Linked DNA regions of Sus scrofa: all the other regions are linked to region 1. The links are chromatin contacts, called in public HiChIP or PLAC-seq maps. All regions are on one chromosome and are shown on one strand. Each heading gives the region's core, a stretch centred on a gene start, on an enhancer-like site or on the middle of the called end of the contact. The rest is flanking DNA. Distances are from core to core; before and after follow the strand shown. Region 1 overlaps LPP (lipoma-preferred partner). Region 2 has its middle 37 kb from the start of LPP. Region 3 has its middle 20 kb from the start of LPP.

What was found. HiChIP or PLAC-seq counts read pairs in DNA pulled down with a chosen protein or histone mark.
Region 2: an H3K27ac HiChIP or PLAC-seq map of alveolar macrophages shows a contact between it and region 1. The contact joins two enhancer-like sites. A contact is called at or near these places in 1 of 47 Hi-C or Micro-C datasets (embryonic fibroblasts) and 1 of 2 datasets of contacts at active chromatin or transcription factors (alveolar macrophages).
Region 3: an H3K27ac HiChIP or PLAC-seq map of alveolar macrophages shows a contact between it and region 1. The contact joins two enhancer-like sites. A contact is called at or near these places in 1 of 47 Hi-C or Micro-C datasets (embryonic fibroblasts) and 1 of 2 datasets of contacts at active chromatin or transcription factors (alveolar macrophages).

The regions. Positions count from the first base shown.
Region 1 is chr13:126,096,227-126,101,133 of Sscrofa11.1, reverse strand. The region is part of intron 4 of LPP (lipoma-preferred partner); the gene reads right to left. Among named protein-coding and RNA genes, the nearest start is that of MIR28, 180 kb to the left of the region's middle. Within about 2 kb of position 2,768, at least 18 of the 83 cell types and tissues checked have an H3K27ac peak or open chromatin away from gene starts, as enhancers often do. A contact at or near this core is called in alveolar macrophages and embryonic fibroblasts, where this site is marked.
Region 2 is chr13:125,742,541-125,747,447 of Sscrofa11.1, reverse strand. No RefSeq gene overlaps it. Among named protein-coding and RNA genes, the nearest start is that of LPP, 37 kb to the left of the region's middle. Within about 2 kb of position 2,592, at least 11 of the 83 cell types and tissues checked have an H3K27ac peak or open chromatin away from gene starts, as enhancers often do. A contact at or near this core is called in alveolar macrophages and embryonic fibroblasts, where this site is marked.
Region 3 is chr13:125,759,632-125,764,538 of Sscrofa11.1, reverse strand. No RefSeq gene overlaps it. Among named protein-coding and RNA genes, the nearest start is that of LPP, 20 kb to the left of the region's middle. Within about 2 kb of position 2,833, at least 9 of the 83 cell types and tissues checked have an H3K27ac peak or open chromatin away from gene starts, as enhancers often do. A contact at or near this core is called in alveolar macrophages, where this site is marked.

The DNA.
Region 1 (4,907 bases), core at 1,519-4,018:
GGAACACAAATTAACTGGTGCTACGAGAAGACTGTATTTCCCCAGGTAGAGGCTCAAGCAGCCAAAGGAGGCAAAAGATGATGCTGGCTCCAGCCTCACTGTTCTTATCTCCACCGAAAAAGCCTTCCATTGTGCCACAATTCTGCTCAGGCCCCTTTTGAGGCTTTCCTGAGAAATGCTTCCTATTCATAGAAAAGGTAGAGTCAAGCAATAATCAAATGGCTACTATTTACTTAGCAATAGTTCAATACTTAGTCTATATTAAAGAACCAGGACAAATAACAAAGAAATAACGAAAAACTGAATTTGTTATTTTTACCACCCCTGCCCTCACTATACATATTCCATCATGAACTTTTTTCTTTATGATAAATTCCACTTAAACCAGTTCCAGAGGCTCTGTCCCCAACTGTGGTTCAAAGCAGAATCTGGGTGTCTACTTGGATTTAGGCCCAAAGGATTTATAGCAGTGCAACATCACACCAAGTCATATCTCCTCTCAGCATTAGTCCTGCATATGAAATAGAAGAATAAGAATACAAACTGCAAAGGGATACTCTGAAAACAAAGTGGGCTGAGGTCTTGGGAACAACATGTCCAATAGAACACTAAGGGTACAGAAGGTCTTAGTGTGTTCTGTAAATGAGAGGATTGCAGGATTATACTAAGTGAGCTGAGACCCTACAGATATTAAGTAACAAGTCTTGGTCTCAGGATGAGGCTAGAGTTGAGTGGCTAAAGATAGGTCCTATCCTATAAGAAAGAAAAGGCTGAGGTTTGAAGGAAAGCTGAGCCTCCTCTGGGGACAGAAGCACCTCAGACCCCCATTAAAAGGGAAAATCCTGGAGTTCCTGCCGTGGCGCAGCGGTTAACAAATCTGACTAGGAACCATGAGGTTGCGGGTTCGATCCCTGGCCTTGCTCAATGGGTTAAGGATCCGGCATTGCCGTGAGCTGTGGTGTAGGTCGCAGACGCGACTCGGATCCCGAGTTGCTATGGGTCTGGCGTAGGCCGGCGGCTACAGCTCTGATTAGATCCCTAGTCTGGGAACCTCCATATGCCGCGGGAGCGGCCCTAGAAATGGCAAAAAGACCAAAAAAAAAAAAAAAAGGGAAAATCCTTAGCCCCCCACCCACCTTTCCAGATTTACCAAATCTGAACCTTTGGGAGCAGGGCCTAGTGATCTGCATTTAACAAACCCTTTGCAAGCCTCACCCGAATTCTTTCCCATACTTGATTTGAAATCTGCTGGCCTGGAATTTGGATATCAGGTGCTAATGCAAGTGCTAACAATAACCAGAATGATTTAATTAAAATCCCACAACTCTGAACACATTTAAGGAGAGCTCTTTACTAATGTATTCTAACCCAGTTCCCAGGGACAGGGAAAAGACTTTTCTCTCATTTGACAGTTTCACATTCTCACCCACGGTGCCAACAGAGCAAACACAATCCACTTCACTTGTCCTCATCTGTACAAATGGCAACCACATTTACCACCCTGAAGGGGTGCTGTGACTTTCCATTTTACTAGTGTTTATAAAGTCTTCTGATAAATCAACTGTAAGTTGGCATTATTCATAGCACCCTGTTGGAGATTAATACATATTCAATTAAAAAACATTGACAACAATACAGCAATATCCACAAATTAGCATTCATTACAGCAATGTATTATTCTCACCCTACCATCACAATTTTATATAAGTAGAGTTGTTTATATCTGGAGACTGTATAGTCCCTCTCCTTAATGAGGCGTAATCTTTTCTCTACGGTATCAACATTTCCTTTAGTAAGGTTCACATTGCACTTAGCTCAGAGTTCTCACTTTTCAGAGGAACTTCCTATTTGGTAAACACTAGGATAGGAAGCAAATATCTCTTTACTGAAGAAAGTCACGATCCTGAAAAGTATCTCAGACTCCTCCATTTGTCATTCCTTCCTCTTTCCCAATGACTCTGGACTCTAGCCAACCTTCACCATGGTCATGGCCATCACCCTAATGCAGGGTCTGGTCTGCCTCAATTCATACAGTAGACTCCAAACCACCCTACCATTGCCTCTTCTGACCAAGGCCTGCTCTGTTATAGAAAATCCATCTAAATAGAGACCAGGTGGGAGTTCCCATTGTGGCTCAGTGGTAACAACCCCAACTAGTATCCATGAGGACACAGGTTCAATCCCTGACCTCACTCAGTGGGTTAAGGATCTGGTGTTGCCATGAGTGGTGGTGTAGGTTGCAGATGCTGCTCAGATCCTGCGTGGTTGTGGTGTAGGCTGGCAGCTGCAGCTCTGATTCGACCCCTAGCCTGGGAACTTCCAAATGCTGCACATGCGGTGCTAAAGAAAGAAAAAAAGAAAAGAACAATAGAATAAAATAAATAGAGACCAGGTGTTTATCCTGTCTTTCATAAGATTCTTTACTGTTCTCTTATGAGAACTAACACAGTCTCAGATTAGAAAAATCCCCAAAATGTCATCTAAACAGCTAAAGAGAAGCAATTTACATATTTGAATTGGGGGAGTGGCTGTTAGGCACTCAGGGAAAGAAGAGCTGAGACTCAGGCAGGAGCAACAGTTTAAGCAAAGGGCTGTGACACTAGGTGTCTCTATCTATATAGTTCAGGATTCAGTTTTCTCCAGGGGCACCATCTGGTAGGTGGCTAAGACTCCACTGACGGAGGAATTCACCCTCCCCTCCCCCAGCCTTCCCTGGCCTCTCTCTCAGGCACCAGAGCACATTGTGCTGTACTTGGTTTTGCTGACTGCAGTTTCCTCCTCTGCATGAGCCTTTGACATGCATAGTTGAGGTTGAGGAATCTGTGCCTAGTGGGTTTGAGGTTTCATCAAGAGGAAAAGAAGGAACTTACGTGATTTCACTAAGTAACTATTTTCACTACAAAAAATTCCCATATTTATTTTTTCCCTGTTTGAAATGGTACTAAGGAAACACATGCCAGACTGCCATGAACAGGACTGTACTTTTCAAACAGTAGCAAGGGCTAAAAATAGAAAAGCTTGATTTCCTCAAGATGTATATAACTTCCTCTCCCATTTGCTTTCCCCACCACACTGAACCAAGGCACAGCAGTGTACATGTTGGACCCTTTGTATGTTTACAACAGTATTAAAAGCATCAAAAGGGTGATAAGCCCATGTATAATCCATACTCCATAGATGTTTCCAGAGAATTCTTATGGCCAAAACAAGGAATGAATCAAAAATCCACAACTATCAACCACATATCCCTTAATGAGGTTAAAGACTATGGGTGATGGAGGAATGTGAGCTGTAATCCAGCCTTCAAACAGTTTCTAAAAGGGGAATAAACAAGAGGATAATTGAAAACATTCAAACCTGTAAGTCCAGAAACCTCCATCTGGGGTTGAGGCCAGCTCTCCTACCAAATGTGTCATCTGGGGCAGCTGACTTAAGAAATCTAGGTATCCATTTCTGCATCACAGGAAAGATGAGCTGGATTATGAGCCTTTAAAAGGTGAGGCTCTACAATTCGTGATGTTAAGTGATTTCTATAGGTCTCCCCTATGGCATATTTTGATTCTGGCTTTATGATATATAGTTTGTAGTTACATAGCATAATTAAATCAGTCCCAAAAAAGGCATATATTCAGTGGCAGGAAAATGAAACGTAATTAACTGATTTATACATTAACTAATACATTGTAGCCTTTACTATGAACCAGATACTACTGGATACTCTAAATTCTTTACCTTAATTAATCTTCAAAATGACTTTCTAAGCTATTGTTCCCATTTTTCATGTGAAGATGGAACACAACTGATAAGTAATAGAGTAGGGCTTCCTGGCACTATACCAAACCACCCTGTCAATAGGGTCTGGAAGCAAAGAAGGGAGAGATCAGGATGAGCTGGTGGTATTAGAGGGTATGGATCAAGCTTTAAAAAAATGGGGAGTATTTCTCATCAGCTGAGAGATGAGGATGCTTCAGGGAGCAAGAAACACACAAGGGAAATTAACTCGGCATGAGAAGTTGACAATGAGGACATTGGTCTCACAAAAGAGAAGACAGAAAGAGCACAGTGGGAGGTGAAGTGTGTTTAAAGGTCTTGGAGTACTCTGAAAATCAACCAAGAGGGGAAATTTAATGTAGCAGTCAGCAAAAAGCCATAGGATGAAAATAAAAATTTTTGAAGACTAATTGGGTTAGCGAAGTACAGCTGAAGGAGGGGAGGGACCCATAAAGCAATGAGTTCTATTGTGAGATGGAGAAGGAATGAGATAGGATATCATACTGGGAAATGAAGAGACTAGAACAAACCTGAAACTCATTTTGAACAAATACATACAGATAGATAGATGACAGATAAATAGACAGACAGACAGATAGACAGATAGACAGCTCAGATGTTGGTGATAGATAATATTTTAAAAGTAAGACATATTAATAATGACCACAGATTTTAGAATTTAAGAGACAATGAAATACCTCTAATAGAATGAAAGTTTTGGGGGAAGAGGATGAGTAGAATTTGTGGACATGTTGAATGCAAAGAAGGTGAAGGTCTTCCCTGTGGAAAGATTTTCTATGAATAAATGGCACAAACATTGTCAAAGGAAGACATAGTGCCAAGAATCATAACTAACCAGTTCAAGCCATTGAGTAGACAGGGATCGAAGTTGACTCTATGAAAGTTGGGACTTCTACAGAGAGAAGACAGAAGGTCAAAAGGGAGAAGACTGAGTGGCTACCTAAAAAATTAGGGACAGAAAAAAAGAACAGGGTTCTGAGAGAACAGTTTCAGATCTAGCAGAGGAAACGTGGAAGTTCATTTTTAGTGAAAATTGGTGGAAGAAGGAGGTTCAAACCATTAAAAGTGTTTCCTGCCTAACAGAGGTAGAAGAACTTGTCAGAAAAAGGGCAGTC
Region 2 (4,907 bases), core at 1,343-3,842, 350 kb after region 1:
TAAGTTTACCAGCCAAATGATATATATTCAGTACAAAATTCACCTCTAATGCAACAATCAGTAAAATTTAGGATGGAAGGTTAAAAGGAGTGTAATGATTTTCTTGAAGTTTTTTTTTTTTTTGGCAGTAAAAAAATATAAGATGCAAAAGCATTGTTAGGTCTAATTTAAGACCCAGGCTGGATGGTACCTTGGAAAGTATTCCTTTCACTTGGAGACAGAGCATTGTTTGCACAGGGAAGGCCCATCTTCTGAGGAGATCCAGTCTCCCTCATGTTGTTCTCCAGTCTGAAATGTTCTTTCTTGTGTGGGGCTTTTGGAATTTTAGAAAATCAGAAACGAAAGTGCCTTTGGGGTTTATCTAAGCCCATCCCCCCCAGAATGCAGAAATACTTTCTACAACCCAGCTCCTTGGGCTGGGGGGGGTCTCTGGGTTTCCTGGGTGGCTTTCTCTCCAAAGAAAGCCATGCCATTACTGAGCAGGTCTAATGGTTAGAAACCATGTGCCTCCTTCTTGGCTTAGCTTTTCTGAGACCACTGCTGACTGTGTATAACCTAATTAACCGATAACTTGGAATTTTCAATTCACAGAGCAAGTCTCACCTGCCTTAGACTGGTTACCCTTCAGATACACGGAAACCCAGAATTATCTATCTCCCCCCGCCCCAGCTTATTACTCCCAGTTATTTCAGGAGTTCTTCATTTCACGCCTTTTCCCAAACCTGTCCTCACTTTGGTCTCCTTCTCTTAACATCTGGCTCAACTGCCTGTGCCCTGATGTCTTCTTCTTTGAGTCCTCCCGCTCACGCATGCCTGGGGCCTTCCTCCAAGGCATTTTCCCTGATCCCCCTCAGAAACAACCACTCCTTCATTCAGACTCCAGGCATCTTCTACCATCTACCGTCTTCATTTTCCTCCTTGTTTACATAGCTGTGACTATATATTGAAAGGAAAAGTTACACTTTCTTCTCACTAACCTCTGTTGTGGGGAATGTTGAAGTTATCATTCACCTTCAACTTGAAGAGTATGTGACTTTCTCTACCTATTGGCCTTGGCTAATTATGCTACTTAGTATTTACTTCCATGGTAGGTGTGTTGGAAAAAGAGCACCATTCTTTGACTTACTGCTAGAAGAAAATTATGCGGGTTGGCTGCCATTGTGTGAGAGGTCACATGCTGTCCTAAGCACAAAAGAGAAGACATGGGTCTCAGCAGATGGACAGCCTTGGGTCTACTGCTTAATCTTTTTCTGACTCATTTTGTTTCCACTCTAAGATGTGAATAATAATATCCCTAAGATAGGGTTGTCTGGAGGATCAGATGAGGTGCTACGTGACAGCGACTGGCTTATAGGAGCTCTTCCATAAAGTTAAGATGAAACCAAGTAGAGTAGAATTGCAATTCAATATGACCCCTTAAGTTAAAGAAGTTGGCATGAATGTGCAGGATTATGCTTAATTGAGGGAAAATGAGTTCTCTGACAGAAGAAGAGTAAACAACTATTATACAAGAAGGGGGATGACTGCTTTTGCTCAAAATAAATATGAGTGCTCTACAAATATCAGGAGGTATTATGCAAAGAAAGTAAAAATTAGGAATTAGCATAAGCTAAATATTATCTAGTGATACATCATTATCAAAATTCCATAGGCCTGGTTGACAGTTCTTTGTCTCAACACTAATTGTATAACCTTGAGCAAGACCATATAGAACCACAATCTTCTCATGTGCAGAATTTAGATATTTTGAAGAAATGATCTATAAGATCTCATCCAGGTCTAAACCACTCAGACTCAAGCATTTTTAACACAATGTGAAAACTCTTACGGGGGAGTCCCACTGTAGTGTAGTGGGTTAAGAATCTGACTGCAGTGGCTCGGATTGCTGTGGAGGTGTGGGTTTGATCCCTGGCCCAGCACAATGTGTTAAAGAATCTGGTATTGTTGCAGCTGCAGTGTAGGTTGCAGCTTTGGCTTGGATTCAATCCCTGGCCTGGGAACTTCCATATGCCGCAGGTGCAGCCATAAAACAACAACAGCAACAACAAAACACTCTTATGGGAGTTTGTCCTGTGGGATTATGTCCAATATGTCCTTCATCAAAATACCCAGGAAAATAATGTGATGCAGGAGTGGTATTCAGAGACCTGGGTTCTAGTCCTGGCAAATGTCACACACACACACACACACACACACACACACACACACACACACACCCCACTGCATTTATGTGCAATGAACACTGAGAAGTCCTATAGAAGAGCTATCTCAATACCAGCCATGAGGTATCAGAAAGGATATTACTATAAAGGTGGGGGTATGGGGGAAATGCAAATAAATTTTTTCCCTTCCCACTGAAGGCAGAGCCAAAGAAAACACACTTGAATTACATAAGGGAAGTCTTTCCAACTATCTGGGTGTGTAACCCAGAAACAGTTACCAAAGAGAGCTTGGGAAATCGATCTTTAAGAAGAGCAGAGCAAAGGGTTTAAGCAAATGGCTTTATGAAGGTTTTCCAGGTCCACTGGCTCTCAGGCACATCTCCATGTGAGGTTGGCTGTCAGGCACTTCCCGGCTTTGTATCCTGGCCTGGTGCAAGTTCTCTTCACTTTCACTTAGTGTTACTAGGGAGTGTGACTCAGAGCCAGATGGGGTGAGCTGGATTCCTAGTTGCTCAACATTTCATTATAAGCAGTTAGATGACACTGTGTGCGGTGCTAATGTGCCTCACAATGAGTTTTATGAGCTGTTCCTTGCAAGTATTTTGAAGCACATTTGCTGTCTCCTCCCCCCCCTTTTTTTTCAAGATGGAAATGCTGACAATCAGAGAGATAGAGGAGGACAAAATCAAAGATGGCACTGAATCACATAACTTCACAAGCCTGAGCCCTTAACTTGATCTTTGGCTATCCATGTTACCTCATAAGTCCTATTAAGTACTCATAGGAACTTACTTAACAAATAGGAAAAATGGAGCATGAGGGTGTGAAGGGCAGGAAAATGAATACCATCAGAGAATTTCACTATGCATAGCCCAGAGGTAGAAAGAGAATAAAGAAAGGCCAGCCAAATTCTGTAAGTCTCTGATGTCACTGGAATCATTGCAATGGAGGTAAACACGGTCTTCGGCCTGTGCCAGAGGTTGTGACTGGGTGCCAGGGACCAAGGGTAGTATGTCCAGTATGTCCTTCCTTGAAAAACCCAGGAAAATAATGTGATGGAGGAGTGGTATTCAGAGACTTGGGTTCTAGTCTTGGCAATGCCATGAACTTCTATGGACACCTGGGCAAGTCTCTTCCTGACCCTGATCCTTCTCTGTGCTGAGGCAAACCTGAGAGGCTGGGGAGCAGGAGCTGTGGTCAGTTCATTGGTGAATGGCCTCTTTCTTCTCTGGTGGCATTACTGTGGGCTTGTGGATGATTCTGGGGCCATGTGATGTTGTAAGATGAGTCTCACGGCCTCTGGAGGACCAGAAATATTAGATCATCCAGTATTATCAGACCCCAGCCAGCACCACCATGGCATGGCAGTGGGTATTCAACAAGTGTCTGTCACAGGAATACGTTAGGCTCAGCTGTGGGCAACAAAGACTTGAAAATCAGTGGTTTGTATAAGATAGAAATTTATTTCTCTTCCACTGTGTGTCTATGTCCCGATCTCTGGAACCTGTGAATATCTTAGGTTATGTGGCAAAGGGGAATTGAGGAGGCAGTTGAAATCAAAGTCGCTAATAAACTGACCTTAATCATCCTGGATTATTCAGGTAGGTCCTATGCTATCCCCAAAATACTTTATAGTGGAAGAGGAAATCGTAAGAGAGAACCAAAGTGATGGCAGTATGAGAAGGATACGCCTGATATTGCTGCTTTGAAGACAGAATGAGAGGCCATGATCCAAGGAGTGTGGGGAGCTTCTAGAATCTGGAAAAGACTAGGAGGCACAACTACCATACATCCTGCTGACACCTAGATCTTGCCCATTAAGACCCCTGTCAGACTCTGGTCTATAGAATACCATGGTTAAAAAAAAAAAAAGTGTCATTTTAAGCTAGTAACTTTGGAGTGATTTGTCCGAGCAACAATCGGAAACCAAGGCAATCACTTGAAATACATTTGAGGTAGGCAGCTGGGATAGGGAGTTAGTGTCCCACGGATCAGGGACCCAGACTCCTTTTCTCTTGTCACCCTAATGTGAGGACTTCCATTCTTAAGGCCACCTCAGGGAAGAAGATAGCTGCTGGAGCTCCAACCATTACATTTGTAGTCTGAGGAGAAGATGAGGAGAGGAGATGTTCTCCCTCTAAGGAGAGTTTCTGGCAGACATATATACATCTGCTGACTTTTCACTGACTAGGACTTAGTCATCTGGACACTCATGCAGCAGGATAGGCTGGGAAATCCAGCTGACTGATTCTGTGGCCAGTCAAAAACCAGGGCAATTACTGAAAGGAGAGACTAGATGTTGGGAGGCAATGAACAGACTCTGGCATAATAATGACAGTCTTTCCTTTTCTCTCTTAGATTTTTAAGAAAACAAGTTCTACTCTCAAAACTTGCTCTTGATGCACAGTGAGAAAGCATGGAGACTCTCAGAGTGTCAGTTCCTTGTCTTCTCACCCTTTCCTTCTGGCCTCACACATGCTGTCAGCCTTCCTCTCCTCTTAGCTGCCTTTCAGAACCTGTCACCCTCCACCTTGATTGCCTGTTTTTGTTCAGGCAGAGGGTCATCACCTCTCATCTGGATTCTTTCGGAAGCATTTGGCATTTTGTTGAGGGGGATGGAAGTAGATGTAATTACCCCCAACCTCCCCCACCCGAGGATAGGGAAGTGCAGGAAGGTCAGGTGACTTGCCCAGGATCCCAGCTGGTGGTTGGCAGTGGAGCAATGTCGAAAGGTGCTTGGCTGGG
Region 3 (4,907 bases), core at 1,584-4,083, 340 kb after region 1:
TCTATATTTTTCAAGCTTTCTTGAATGAGTAGATTAATATAGATTATAAAAATAAACTTAAAAAAATAAATGTCTTCTGGCATCATGAGACTACGGAAGCCGGGAAGCAAACCATAACTTATTGCGGTATTTTCCCTAAGCCTTCCTTTCCGGCATTTTTCTCTCACCATTTCCCTTCCTGCTCTCTGTTCTATCAAACCCATCTCATGCTTTGCCACCTCAGTGTCTTTGCTAACTGGGAAGTCCACTTCTCTCAGCCTACCAAAAACACCTGTGAGGGCAAATCCTATAATCCTTCAAAGCCGGTTCAGGTGTCATCTTCTCTGCAAAGACTTCTCTCATAGTCAGAACCATTGTTGTTCTGGCCCTCCTTCAACTCCCTGTATGTCTCTTCAAGTCTTTAACATGTTATATCTCACATTATTATGTTATTAGTAGTAATAGTAGTATTAGTGGTAATATTCTAATGCCTTGGCTGTACTATGAGCTCTTCTAGGCCTTTGGGAGTTTTGAAAATACCTTGATTATAATAAGCCTCAATAGGTGATCGTTAAGGGACTAAATCATCATTCGTCCTAGGATTTGAGGTAGGTCCAAAAGATGGTGGAAACACTATGCTCTTTCTTCTCTTTTACTGGCTGTGTAGCATTGCTTTGAATTTGGTTAATATAGCAACCGAGTGCTTTAAGTATCAATAGATTTTTAGGCTTGACAAATAGAAAACCCAAGAAAATACTTAAGTGTTTCTTTTTTAAAAGCACCAAAAGAACATGTTGTATCTTTCTTTATTTGGAACAACTTACTATCTTGCCTTGGGCAACTTGCTTCCTGGGCTCCAGAGGAACCATTTGCTCTAAAATTAGAAGAAATGAGTTTGGATTAAGAGCTCTCTAAGGCCCCTTCCAAATCTAGCCTTCTGTAATCCTAAAAATGATGACAAAGCCAAGTTTGGCTTTTAGGGACTTCAGTTGTTGTGTTCTGAATACTATAATGTCAAAGTACTGTAACTATTAATAATGCTTAATATTTACAAGAATGCGCAGTCTGAATCTTTCTTGATTTGCACATCACCTAGTTTCTGCTATAGTATTCCTTATTTTTTCCAGAGCAACCTAGAGCTAAAGGCTTCACCTCTGATTGTTTGCCTTCTCAAGTGGAGACACACCTTCTGCAGCTACAGCTGTCCCCAAATAACCTTTTGCCTTACTGTCAGTGTATGAGCCCCCATGACTCAGCAGTCCTAGCCTCTGAGAAACTCCATCATCATCATGACAAACCATCAACAATGAAGTTTTCTTGCACTCTAGTTCTGAGTCAGGCAAGTCAGTCTTCGCAATGTGTAGCCCCAGATCCAATTAAGTGACCAATTTTTAATTCATTCCATGTGAATTTTATTGATAATCTGTTAGGGCCATAGTTATGCTGTGTAAACTGGATGATATGAAACGCATAATCTACTAGAACACAAACAGCTAGCATTTATTTCCAATTTTATGGTTTAGGGATGGTTTCCATGTATGTATGTGTCATGTCTTCTGGAATTCATATCAATGACTTTGAGTTGACATTCAAATATGTGGCAGATAAGAAATATCAAAAGGAGTTTCTGTTGTGACTCAGCAGGTTACGAATCCAACCAGTATCCATGAGGATGTGGGTTCCATCCCTGGCCTGGCTCAGTGGGTTAAGGATCCAGCCTTGCCATAAGCTGTGGTGTATGTCACTGACATGGCTTGGATCCTGCATTGCTATTGCTGCAGCTATGTGGCTATGGTGTAGGTCAGTAGCTGCAACTCCAACTCCAATTCAACACCTAGTCTAGGAGCTTCCATATTGTAGGTGAAGCCCAAAAAAGCAAAAAAAAAAAAAAAAAAAAAAAAAAAAGGTGTCAAGAGAGGTCTCCTTCTAACACTTTGCTGTGGCCAACACAGGCCAGAGACCAATCATCAGCACTGCTGCATCCCCAGAGATAGAGACATTCTATTTTCTTCATTCAACCATAGGTGATCCCTCAGTACATCTGTAATATATCTCAACTGCTCAAGTTCAAGTCAAAGTTTTCTTTCTCTAGAAAGTCTTTCTAGATTTCTCCCTCTCCAGCTAAAAATATCTTCCTTTTTTTGAATACCTACAGTGCTTTTGCTATACCTCTTCTATCACATTTTTATTATATTAAAAGCAATTTTATTACATTTTCCTTCCTGTTCATACCTTATATTCTCTACTACTCTGTGAATACCTACTCTAGATCCATTGAACCAGAGTCTGAGGGGTAATTATGATTCGTTTCTGCTGAGACACAACAGGAACTCCCCATTTTTATGTTTTTATAAATTTGACCACTTCTCTCTGAGGCAAATTTCATTTATGGACAGATAATTGTTGCTAGCAAGGAGCAAGCACAGGACATTTCTAAAGACTTCATTGGCTCTACCATGCATGGGTTAAGAGACCTCCAGCAGAGGAAATTTCATGGGTCATTTCCCAGTAACATGTGACAAACTGCAATCCTAAGAGAAGCCTCAGGTTAATGAGGCAAGCAGATGCACAGGCCAGACCTCAAGACACTGTGGGCAGGAGATTAGGCTTTACAGTAGCACCGATGACTGAAGAATTCTGATTTATTTTCACTCTCTCTACAACTTGTATGTATTTTGGATCCCAAACTGCATTTATCATATGTTAGACCTTGTTGAAATATCAAGGAGTAAGAAAATCAATTGTAGTATCTCTAAGCAAAAACTGACATTGGTTAGAGGTGTACTGTGTTTGCAAAGAGAGCTACAATAGTCTCTTTACAATGTTACTTTGCTCTTCCTCCCACAAAGAAGAGGAATTTACTTAGTCACCCTTTGAATCTAGCTGGCCTCATGACTTTGACTGATACAAGAATACAGCAGCCATATATTTTGCAACTTCTTTTTTTTTTTTTTTTTTTTTTTGTCTTTTTGCCTTTTCTAAGACCGCTCCCTCGGCATATGGAGGTTCCCAGGCTAGAGGTCTAATTGGAGCTGTAGCCACCGGCCTATGCCATAGCCATAGCAATGCGGGATCCGAGCTGCGTCTGCAGTCTACACCATAGCTCACAGCAATGCTGGATTGTTAACCCACTGAGCATGGCCGGGGATCGAACCCATGACCTCATGGTTCCTAGTCAGATTTGTTAACCACTGAGCCACAACAGGAACTCCAATGTTTTGCAACTTCTGAGTCTAGGCCTTGGGAAACCTCACAGCTTCTGCTTTTGCCCTCTCTCTCTTTGTATAAAACTCAACTCTATGTGAAAAAGCCTGAGCTAACCTGCTAAACAATGCAGGCACACAGCCTTGCTATAAGCCAGCAGCAATCAGCTCCAAGCAGACTTGCCAATTGACTGGAATTGCATGAGTGTATCCAGGCAAGGTCATCAGAATGACCACACAGCTAAACCCAGCCCGAATCACTGACCACGAGAATTGTGAGCTAATGACTGTTTGAGGTCACTAAGGTTTTGAACGGGCTTATTACATAGCATAGACTAAAGGATACGTATAATGCATAACACTGAAAGAAATAGTAGCCCTTATTTTAGTGAAGATATCTGGACTGTTGACAAGCTCTCTGGGCCTTTCAAAATGGGTCTGAAGAGTTCCCATTGTGGCTCAGCAGATTATGAACCTGACTAGCATCCATGAGGATGCAGGTTCCATCCTTGACCTCACTCAGTGGGTTAAGGATCATGCATTGCCACAAGCTGCAGTGTAGGTCACAGAGGTGGCTGGGATCTGGCGTCGCTGTGGCTGTGGCGTAACCCTAGCCTGGGAACTTCCATATGCCACAGGTGTGGCTCTAAAAAGTAAAAAATTAAAAATGGAAATAAAATAAAATAAAATAAAATGGGTCTGAAATGAAAGTGTCCATTTTAGACTGTGGGCACAAGCTCACCACAGAGAAAAATAATGTAACGGATGGTTCTGAGGAACAGATTTTTAACTGCAGAGGCGCTGGCTTTTTGTGAGGATGAAGTAACTACATACTCAGGATTTACAAAGACTTGGCTTTTCAAAATAATTCATAATGATTTTTACATTTTGAGTCCAGTTCATAGTTTACCAACTACTTTCAGCATCTTTTGTGGTTTGTAATAAAAAGATTCTTTAGTGCTGACTAGAGTCATAAATTCAGGGGTTTTCAAACTTGGTATCACAGACTTAGAAATGACCTGGGGGCCGTCACTCCAACCTTCCCTTTTAACAATGTTTAAATAGGGAAGACCCAATTAAGATATATTTTGAAGGAAGGATTCAGTCCCTACAAATGAGTGCAATGACACTTACATAGCTCATACAGTTCACTCTCAGACAGGAACTAAAGTGAGTTAGTGAACTCCCACTCCCTTCCACACACACGTGAAGTCAGATTTCCAGACTTTTTTTTTTGTTGTTGTTGTTGTTGTTGTTGTTGTTGTTACTATTTCTTGGGCCGCTCCCGCGGCATATGGAGGTTCCCAGGCTAGGGGTTGAATCGGAGCTGTAGCCACCGGCCTACGCCAGAGCCACAGCAACGCGGGATCCGAGCCGCGTCTGCAACCTACACCACAGCTCACGGCAACACCGGATCGTTAACCCACTGAGCAAGGGCAGGGACCGAACCCGCAACCTCATGGTTCCTAGTCGGATTCGTTAACCACTGCGCCACGACGGGAACTCCTCCAGACTTTTTTTTTAACTGCAGAGCCTGCAACTCCATGGTTATCTCCATTTTCCACAGGTGAGAGGTCAAGGCTCAGACACTTGCTTGAGGTCAGGCAGACTGGGCAAGGGTCTAACCTGAGTTTACTGAATCTAAACCCAGACCTTTCACCTCTGCCATGTTTGGAAACTGGTGACTTAAAAGTTGAGTTAAAGCTCAACCACAGAAAAATTATA